3 separate regions of the Sus scrofa genome follow, and regions 2 and 3 are each linked to region 1. Evidence: chromatin contacts called from public Hi-C data. All regions are on one chromosome and are shown on one strand. Each heading gives the region's core, a stretch centred on a gene start, on an enhancer-like site or on the middle of the called end of the contact. The rest is flanking DNA. Distances are from core to core; before and after follow the strand shown.

Region 1 (2,953 bases), core at 264-2,763:
GCAGATTATCAATTACATCACAAGAGAAGAAAAACTACACACATGCATGCCCACCCCCACACTCTGACAGGAAACCAAAATAAAGTTTCCAAATCCTGTTTCCAGCAGCATCCCTTTAGAGACTGCCCTTCAGCATGCTTTTGAAGGTAGGAGCCCCACGTTAAAACTAAGAGCGGATACTTCACTCTTAACTGTGCTAAAAACAGAAAGAATTATCATCTCACACCCAGGAAGCAGAAAACTGTGGCCACCTGTACAGCTGTGACCCATTAACCTCCTGCCCTGTTATTCTCTTTCATTTCTTCTACCTTCCTCCCTTCGAAGCAGTGACAAAACCATTTTCCCTCCCCAAAAGGAATACATAACTCCTCGACGCTAGTTCTTTTTCCAAGAGGTCAAAAGGTCCCCTAAACTCTGGTTCTTAGCACCGTGAGCTGATTCCACTTTTCAGGCACAAGTGTCTTCCCCTCAAGTTCTCCCCACAGCAGTAAGTTACACAATTCAGCCGAAAACGCTGTCCTTAACTTCCTGAACCAGGGGGCAAAAGACACTCCTACCAGTCCCAGTTTGAAGGAAGACAAGAATCACACGGTGACCTCTGCACTAATAAAATTCAGGAAAGAAGCAGAGACCCAAGAAAAGCAACGCCCGAAAAGGCGAACACATGGCATGCCACGGAAGACGTTGGGCAAAGAGGGCGGGAAAGGGGCTGGGAAATGGAGTGGGGCGTAGAGATGTCAGCCCTGCGCACTGGGGGAATAAAGGAACGGGGGACCCCGAACCCTGACAAGTGAACACAGAGAGGACACTGCTCCGGTCTACCCTCACCTCTCCAGCAGACGAGGGAGGAACAGAAAATTCACCCAACCCTCCAACCCCCTCTGTGCTTGCCCCCCAAAGGGTGAGCTGGGTTTGAAGGAAGATCTGACCCTAGTCTGGGGACACGCAAGAAGAAAAAGGCAGCGATGTCCAATCTTCTACCTCCCTCGGGCAGTGAGGGGCGAGGGCACTGTGTCCGGGGAGATGGCGAGGGAAATAGGCTTGTGCCATGACACCTCGGGGAGTTGGAGGGTGGGGGACACAATGTCCTCTTTCTCTCCCACACCCGGCCCGGGCCCCTCCCGTCCCTCTCCCGCAGGCCCAGCCACAGTCCACCGGCTCGGTCCGCGGGCGTGGTTGGCTCTGGCCCCGGCGGCGGCGGCCGGGCCTCCCCAAGTCCTGGCCCCTCCCGCCGGCCAGGCCCCGGGCCGCCGCCCCGGACACCGAGGGAACGCAGAGGAGGAAGGGGGAGCCAGGGGACTGACCGGCAACAGGAGCCGCCTCAGCCCCGGCTCGGCCGACCCGCGCCCCCCGCTCCTTCTGAGGCCGGCTCCGGCTCCCCGCCCCTCACTCACCCCCCCGGTCCGGCGCCTCCTCCACCTCCTCCTCCTCCTCCTCCCTCCACTCGGCCGTGGCTCCTGCTCCGGCTCTGCGCGGCGACGGCGGCGGCAGCGGCCTCGAGAGCGGCGGCGGCGCCTCCAGAACGCGCACGCACGCAGCACGCAGGCCACGCCCCCAAGTCCCGCCCCGCCCCTCCGAGTCGGCGTCGGCAAGGTTTCGGCCCCGCCTTCCTTTTGGCGTTCCGGAGTCCGCTTAAAGGGGCCGCGCAGGAAGGGATGCGAGAGTTACGAACCGGGAGAGTTATGACCTGAGGAGAGGAGCGGGAGTTACGGTTTTGCCTTGGGCGGTTGGGTGCGGAAAGGAAATGAGGAATAGTCCGAAGATTCTGGAGTAATAGAATTTTGGACGGAATACAACCTTTTGATAAGTACTAATTGAACATCTCATATGTGACAGGCACAGGGAATAATGCCATTGGCAAGTAAAGGCCCTCGTAGAGCTTGCATTCTAGTGGGAGAGAGGAGACTGAAACAAACAAGTAGAACAAAAATTTCAGAAAGTGGAGTCCCCATCTTGGTTCAGGGAAACAAATCTGATTAGTAACGGTGAGGACGCAGGTTCGATCCCTGGCCTCGCTCAGTGGGTTAAGGATGCGGCATTGCCATGAGCTGAGCGGTAGGTCACAGACAAGGCTGGGATCTGGCATTGCTGTGGCTGTGGCATAGGCCAGCAGCTACAGCTCCAATTAGACCCCCAGCCTGGGAACTTCCATACGATGTATCTGCGGCTCTATAAAATCCAAAAACTAAAAAAAAAAAAAAAAAAAATCTCTTTTGGAGTTCCCGTCGTGGCGCAGTGGTTAACGAATCCGACTAGGAACCATGAGGTTGCGGGTTCGGTCCCTGGCCTTGCTAAGTGGGTTAAGGATCCGGTGTTGCCGTGACCTGTGGTGTAGGTTGCAGACACGGCTCGGATCCCACGTTGCGTGGCTCTGGCGTAGGCTGGTGGCTACAGCTCCGATTAGACCCCTAGCCTGGGAACCGCCATATGCCGCAGGAGCAGCCCAAGAAATGGCAAAAAAAAACCAAAAAAAAAAAAAAAAGTTCAGGAAGTGATAAGTGGTGTGAAGAAAAATAAAGCCAGGAATGGAGTGACTTTATAGATGGCCAGATATTGCCCCTCAGAGGAGACCTTTGAGCCCATAGTGTATGATATGAAGGAGTGGGCTTAGAAAATATGTGGGAGGGGAGAAGGCATAGGGGAGACCTTATAAGCTGAAAGAAAATCTCTGGCCTTAAGCTCAGAGTTGGGAACAGCCGAGCATGTAGCAAGAACAACAAATGGCCAGAATGGCTTGGGGTGATCAGCTAGCCAGAGAGTAGTAGTAGTTGGGCTGAGAGAGGTGCGGAAGAAGAGGTCAGGTCCAGTGGAGCCTCATGGGCTGTCACAAGAGCAGCAGAGAGCCATGGGAGGGTGAGCAGAGGAATGACCACATCTGATTCACAATTTTCAAAGTTACCATGGCTCATGTGTGTAAAATACACAACAGGGAAGCACAGATGTCAGCAGAGAG
Region 2 (3,199 bases), core at 432-2,931, 82 kb after region 1:
AGGAGCTATTCCTTCATACCCCGAGGGACATTACTGAGCACCTACGCTCTGCTGGACGTTGGAATTCGACATAGAAGGATGGTCCCTGTGTTCAGAGAGCTCAGAGTCCAGGTAAGGAGCTAGCGGATGAACAACTAACCACAGAGCAACCTAAGCTGGCTTGTACTAGCACCGAGTGTCCAGGGAGGTCGGAGAGGGAGTCGATATTCTGATGTGGGGCAGAGGAACTTTTCAGAGAGTAGAGGGAAGTTGACCCCAGGCCTTGAAGGATGCGTGACATCTCATCAGTTCAGGAAGAGTTAGGTGAGAATAGTGGGGAAATATATTGGGAGCGCTAAGGTGATTACAGGAAAGTGTGAAAACCAGGGGGAAGAAATCGGACCTGCGTTGGCGCATAATAGGAAGAAAGCAGCTGTAGGCCGAGGAGCCGAAGGCCAGCAGGACCAGGAATCGTTCAAGGGAAATTCATCAGTCTTGACATGTTGGAGACAGAGAAGTTGGTCTGGAGGCAGCCCGGTCGTTCTTGCAAATGCTAATCAGTTGGAAGGGGATAAAACCTGGGATTGCGGTGAGGACAGAAGGAACACAGAGCAAAGGAAGGTATCCCGGTGGAAAGGGATAGTTCTTGGCTCACAGCAGATGATAAATGTCCGCTGAGAGATAGACGAACCATTCAAAGGAATAATTAACAGCGCTCGGTGCGTCAAAAAGTCATGACCGTGACTAAAAGTTTGAACCAAAGTGACAAAAAGAATGCTTTATTATTTCATGGCCAGGGATGAGGTGTATGAGAGATGTGGTGAATTCAGGGAAAAGAAAAATAACCAGCCCCTATGAACTCTTATAGTGTTAAGTTTTGCTTCCTTTTCCTGAGTACAGGACTGACGATAAAACAATTGACTCGTATGTGTTAATAGCAAGTTAATAATGCAAGTAAATAGGGTGACGAGGGCGTGGCTTGTAGCCTCTCCAGTGTCCTAAGATGGTTTGTCCTGGGGATGCCTCTCAAAGTGCTGCTTGAGTTGTTAACCTCTTGGGCCTCAGTTTCTTCATCTGAAAAATGGGAGCGTTGATTGGTGCTGGACAATGTCCTTCTGGTGTTAAAAATCAGTGACTCCGTTCCTTTTGCTGGTATGTGTGGGTTTTTTGCCTTAAAAAATGACTGCAGAGTGAACCCCACCTCTTTAGGCCCATCTCTGAAGTGAGCAGAGGAAACTCGTGTACAAGGTTCAGAATCTGAAGGGCCTGCGAGCTGAAGGGCTATTGCTCACTGTCTGAAGGATCCCATTGCCAAAAATGGAAGTGCTGTTTGGAGGGCTGTTTTTGCCGTGTCCCTTGGACTTAAATGGAACTGAATTCTCTTGCAAAGATGGAGAGGAGAGGAGAAGAGGAGGGGGTGCCTGGGCTGGGAGCTGGCTCTGCTAATCTATGCACTGGAGGTCCAAGTTCAAAAATGCTTGCAGGAAAGCTTCAGTTCCATTTTTTTTTTTTTTTTTCTCCATACACAATGAAGCCGTTGTGTGTCCAGAAGCTGGGAGAAGACAGCTGGATTTCTATGGCTCCACGGCCAGCCTCGTTTTTATTCCTTTTTGATTCTCCTCTTTTGGAGACACCCCACAGGACACATCGGTCTGGAGAAGGAAATACTAGTCAGTCTCATGTGGTAACGTCTAGAAAACAAGTACATCCTGACCAGGAGTGATCAGCCTTCAAGTAGCATGAAGCCTCAGTGAGTATGTGAATCATGACTTTCAGTAAAACAAGGAACATTCAAGACCTGACCTTCAATTCACCTTGACATTAGTCCTGCCTCTGATGACCATTTTAAGTGGGAAGTTCCTGGATTGCTGGGTCCCTTGGCCGTGTTAGTTTCATCTTGTAAACTACCCCGTGCAGGAATGTGTTGAATAAATGCCCATCTGATTTCAAAAGTCCAGAGGGATCTCTGTGCCTCTTGCTTTGCAGGATCTAATCAGATGGTCCCTGAAATGGCTCAGACCCTCTCTTCCGGCAAAATTTCTAAAAATGATAAATTGTTTCTTCTGCTAGACCTCTGTGATAGTTTTTCTGCGGTTTCTCTTTCAACAGATGAAGCTTTCTGGAGTTGACACAAAAGGAAACTGGGGTTTAGAGGTGGGGGAGTAGAGTACATTTAAATACAATGATAATAATAGGTGACATTTACTCAGAGCTTTTCTGGTGTCAGGCACTGGTGGGGGTGTTTGACGAAGGTTAATTCATTTCAGCCTCAAAATGACTTGGTAAAATGGATGTTATCTTCGTCATTTTAAAAATGAGGAAATCAGCAGTTCCCGTCATGGCGCAGCGGAAACGAATCGGACTAGGAACCATGAGGTGGCAGATTTGATCCCTGGCCTCGCTCAGTGGGTTAAGGATCCGGCGTTTCTGAGAGCTGTGGTGTAGGTTGCAGATGTGGCTCGGATCCTGCATTGCTGTGGCTGGGGTGTAGGCTGGCAGCTGTAGCTCCATTGGACCCCTAGCCTGGGAACTTTTATATGCTGTGGGTGTGGCTCTAAAAATATATTAAGAAATACAAATGGGGAAATCGTGGGACAGAAAGGTTGAACCATGAAGCTGATGGGGAGCCGAGCCAGGCTCCCGAATGTAGTCCTGAGAGCCTGACACTATAATTTCCTGTGAGCTGGGTGTTCCCTTGACATTCAGGTCCCTGGGTTTCCTGACAGCTGTGTTGTGTTTTCCTTCTAGAGAGTCTTGACTGTTCATTGTCTTTATACTCTGGCTCCTAGATGAGCAGAAAGTGATGGGAGAGCAAATAGGGGCGGAGAAGGAGGGAAGATGTCACGGCATCGAGGCCATGCGCGCGCATGTGTGCACACGCACACGCGCACACTCACGAGCTGGTCCATGTATGTCTTTTATCCTCCCATCACTCCTGTGCTCTCGGAGGCTCCTTTCCCACCAGGTTCTACACCGTCTTTCCCTGAGGGCTCAGCCCTTTCTGCTCCCGGTCATGGGAAGGGGCGGGAAAGAGATGACATTCTTTTCAAGGGCCCGCCCGAAAACCCTGTTTGGAACGAGGCTGCTGGGAAACTGGGTTGTTGACTCGCTTCCTCACTTCTTCTCCTCGACTCAGAAGAATTGAGAACAGCCCCTGTGGAGGCCAAGCCTCTGCGAGAGACACGGTGTAATCGCCAGCTCTCCGAGCTGAGAAGGAAAT
Region 3 (3,106 bases), core at 546-3,045, 100 kb after region 1:
GGGTTAAAGATCTGGCGTTGCCGTGAGCTGTGGTGTAAGTCACAGACACGGCTCGGATCCTGAATTGCTGTGGCTGTCATGTAGGCCGGCAGCTGCAGCTCCAATTGGACCCCTAGCCTGGGAACGTCCATATGCTGTGGGTGTCAGCCTAAAAAGACCAAAAAAAAAAAAAAAATTGCAGTAGAAAATTGTCAGAACACTGCAAACCAACTACAATGGAAAAAATAAAAAGCGTTTAAAATGGAAAAAATAACAAAATAAATTTTTAAACAAAGTAGGAGAGGGCTGCCCCTTAAAGTCTGGGGAGTTTGCTCAGGTAGATGTGGCAAGTCCAGCGGGATGAGCAAGGAGACCAGCAGACTTGGGATTCTGCAGGGGAGGTGGTGCAAAGGATGCTGCAGAAGCAGGACAACTAAAGGAGACGCTGGCCGGCCCCATGCTGGGCCATCCTGCCAGTACCCGCTGAGAAGCATTTGTTTGAAACACCAGAGCAGCACTCGCATGATTGTCAAACTTTATTTTGGGCTGTACATAGATTGGTGCTTAACGTCAATATTATAAACTCTTCCGTCCACTGTGTGAGCTAGGGTGCCACTGTTGCTTTGGCTGTCTCTCTCAATAACTCTTCGAGGGGCAGCACTGAGAAGCACGTGACCCTCAGGGACCCTGCAACACAACTGCATTCCAGGGTCTCATTCCCAGCAGTTGAGACCAGGTGAGCAGCTTCGGGGAGAGGGTCAGATTCCCAGACAGACAGCTGTTCCTGCAGGGCGGGGCTCGGGGCAGGAGGGCAGGAGGTGTGCCCCGATTATGTGCACCTGTTGCCCCTTCCTTCCTTTCTGTGTGGCTGGTCATCCTGTTGTCCTCTTGTCCCTCACATAGCTTTGACACGGTCTGGTTGCTAGCGTGAGGGCGTGCTGGGTGTGTGGGCTGAGAAGGGGAGATGAGGCGCCAAAGATGTGATGCTCACGGGAGGTGTTCACATTTTGCTCATCCAAACAGGGCATCTTAATTTGTCCCTTTGGCGAAAGATCTTTGATCCAAAGCCTGGGTTCCAGCTGTGCCCCGGGAAGGGTCAATTCATGTGGGTGAATTCTCAGCACTTGCCGTTATGCACTGTGTCATCCATCTGGGCTGATATAACCAAATACCCAACACTAAGTGGCTTAGAAACAAGAGACATTTATTACTTATAGCTCTGGAAGTTGGGAAGTCCAAGATAAGTCCCCAGCAGAACCCGTGTCTGGTGTGAGCCCACTTCCTGTACATAGATGGTGGAAGGGGCAAGAAAGCTCTGTGGGTCTCTCTTAAAGGGACACTAATCTCATTCATGAAGACCTTTTATGACCCTGTAACCTCCCAAAGCTCCCACTTCCAAATGCCTTGACCTTGAGGGGCAGATTTCAACGTGTGAGCTTCGAGTAGACACAGATTGTCAGTCTGTAGCTTGCACTCAGAAACAGCCCATTCTGGCTGAGGTTAAGAGCCTGCCACCAATGTCCACTTCTTGTTCCTCTGCATGTTCTGTTTACGTCCTTATCACGGGATCTTTCTGCTAAGCTAGCAGAAAACGAGAACATGACATAGTCAGTGCTCCAGCCCCTCTCCCACCCAGTGTGACATTCTTATCCGGTCCCCGAGTAAATGAAGGCTGAGCCTCCTTCATGCCACACACATCCCCCCCCCACCCCGACCCCGTTCTTTCCATCTTCTCGCCGAGGGCTCCTGGCTCTGGGCTTCCTCTTGGCCCATCTCACTTCCTGAAACAGCACTGAAGAGCACTGCTTATCTCGATGGAGCTCGAGTAGCCCTCTGGAGGTGGGGGAACTGAGAGCCGTGGCACTTTCACATTCGGCCCACACAGAACTGTCCTCCAGGCTTCTGGGAACTCGGGGACGTGTAGCCCATGTCGGGGCTGGAAGTGATGGCCCGGTGATGGGCTCTCTTTCAAGAGAGGGGGTTCCACCAGCGCAGAGAAGGAATGGGCCAGTGGTGAGTTCTGGACTGCAGCTGCTGCCCCTGGACTCTGGCAAGATGTCGGGCAAGAGCTAGGCTCCCTGGTCCACGCGGATCCTGCGGGCACATCTGTCCCCTGGGAGGCTCCTCTTGGAGAGCAAGATGCTGGTCAACAGCACTGCTGTGTCATTGGCCAGTGTGGCCTACATCACTGTGGAGATTCTCATCGGGCTCTGCGCCATAGTGGGCAACGTGCTGGTCATCTGGGTGGTCAAGCTGAACCCCAGCCTGAAGACCACCACCTTCTATTTCATTGTCTCCCTTGCCCTGGCTGACATCGCTGTTGGGGTGCTGGTCATGCCTTTGGCCATCGTCGTCAGCCTGGGTGTCACGATCCACTTTTATAGCTGCCTTCTCATGACCTGCCTGCTGCTGATCTTCACCCACGCCTCCATCATGTCCTTGCTAGCCATTGCCGTGGACCGATACCTGCGGGTCAAGCTCACGGTCAGGTAACTAGGTTGAAGAGGGGTGCCGTGCAGCAGTGCGAGGGGTGCCTGGGGAAGGGGGTTACAACGTTCAGATCCTGGACTTTTTGAGTGGAAACCAATCCAAACTGGCCTCTGAGCTTGAAAGAGGTTCTTCTCCCCGCTTGGTGTGTGATGAGGGTTTAGCAAGGACGAGCTGAGGCTCAGGAACTAGAAAGCAGAGGACACTCTGACCGCACCACCCCCATCTCCACCCCCACCCCGCGCACCAACTATGGGAGTGAAGTGCTCGAATCCCAGGGGGGTGGGGGGGCTAAGGATGATAAAAGCTTGATGCATCTTTAAATAGTGAAAAATGCTCTTGATTTTTAGAAATGACAGAAACATACCAGATGATAAGATAAGCAGACAGAGAAGAAGAAGAGATAAACTGATGGTTTTGCTCTTTGCAAATGTAGGTTATTTTAAACCTATCTTAACTTTGCTTCCTCTTCCATGTTGAGAATGGAGCCCAAAAAGTTCTCCATGGCAGAAAGTAGTAACAACCTCTCGTGTGCCCATGTGAACAGAACAGACTGCCAGATAGAGAAACCGAATTCCCCAGATGTCCTGAGCTGCACTGGTCTCTGTCTCTCCTCTTCTCTTGTGGGAAGTGCATGGTG

The links. Hi-C and Micro-C count contacts between places; a contact is called where the count stands out from the background.
Region 2: a Hi-C map of alveolar macrophages shows a contact between it and region 1, with 1.8 times the contacts expected there. The contact joins the enhancer-like site here to the promoter of RAP1A in region 1. A contact is called at or near these places in 1 of 5 promoter capture datasets (liver), 4 of 47 Hi-C or Micro-C datasets (alveolar macrophages, brain, epiblast stem cells and 1 more) and 2 of 2 datasets of contacts at active chromatin or transcription factors (alveolar macrophages and skeletal muscle).
Region 3: a contact with region 1 is called in a Hi-C map of blood, with 1.9 times the contacts expected there. The contact joins the promoter of ADORA3 here to the promoter of RAP1A in region 1. A contact is called at or near these places in 1 of 5 promoter capture datasets (liver), 3 of 47 Hi-C or Micro-C datasets (blood, brain and epiblast stem cells) and 2 of 2 datasets of contacts at active chromatin or transcription factors (alveolar macrophages and skeletal muscle).

What each region holds. Positions count from the first base shown.
Region 1 is chr4:108,749,439-108,752,391 of Sscrofa11.1, forward strand. RAP1A (ras-related protein Rap-1A) reads right to left here and starts at 1,514. Exons shown (of 8, transcript XM_021090035.1): 1 at 1,395-1,514.
Region 2 is chr4:108,831,475-108,834,673 of Sscrofa11.1, forward strand. The region is part of intron 2 of TMIGD3 (transmembrane and immunoglobulin domain containing 3); the gene reads left to right. Among named protein-coding and RNA genes, the nearest start is that of TMIGD3, 19 kb to the left of the region's middle. Within about 2 kb of position 1,682, at least 30 of the 83 cell types and tissues checked have an H3K27ac peak or open chromatin away from gene starts, as enhancers often do. A contact at or near this core is called in alveolar macrophages and liver, where this site is marked.
Region 3 is chr4:108,852,505-108,855,610 of Sscrofa11.1, forward strand. ADORA3 (adenosine A3 receptor) reads left to right here and starts at 1,796. Exons shown (of 2, transcript NM_001243435.2): 1 at 1,796-2,468. The coding sequence starts at 2,119. All of the region lies in intron 2 of TMIGD3 (transmembrane and immunoglobulin domain containing 3), which reads left to right.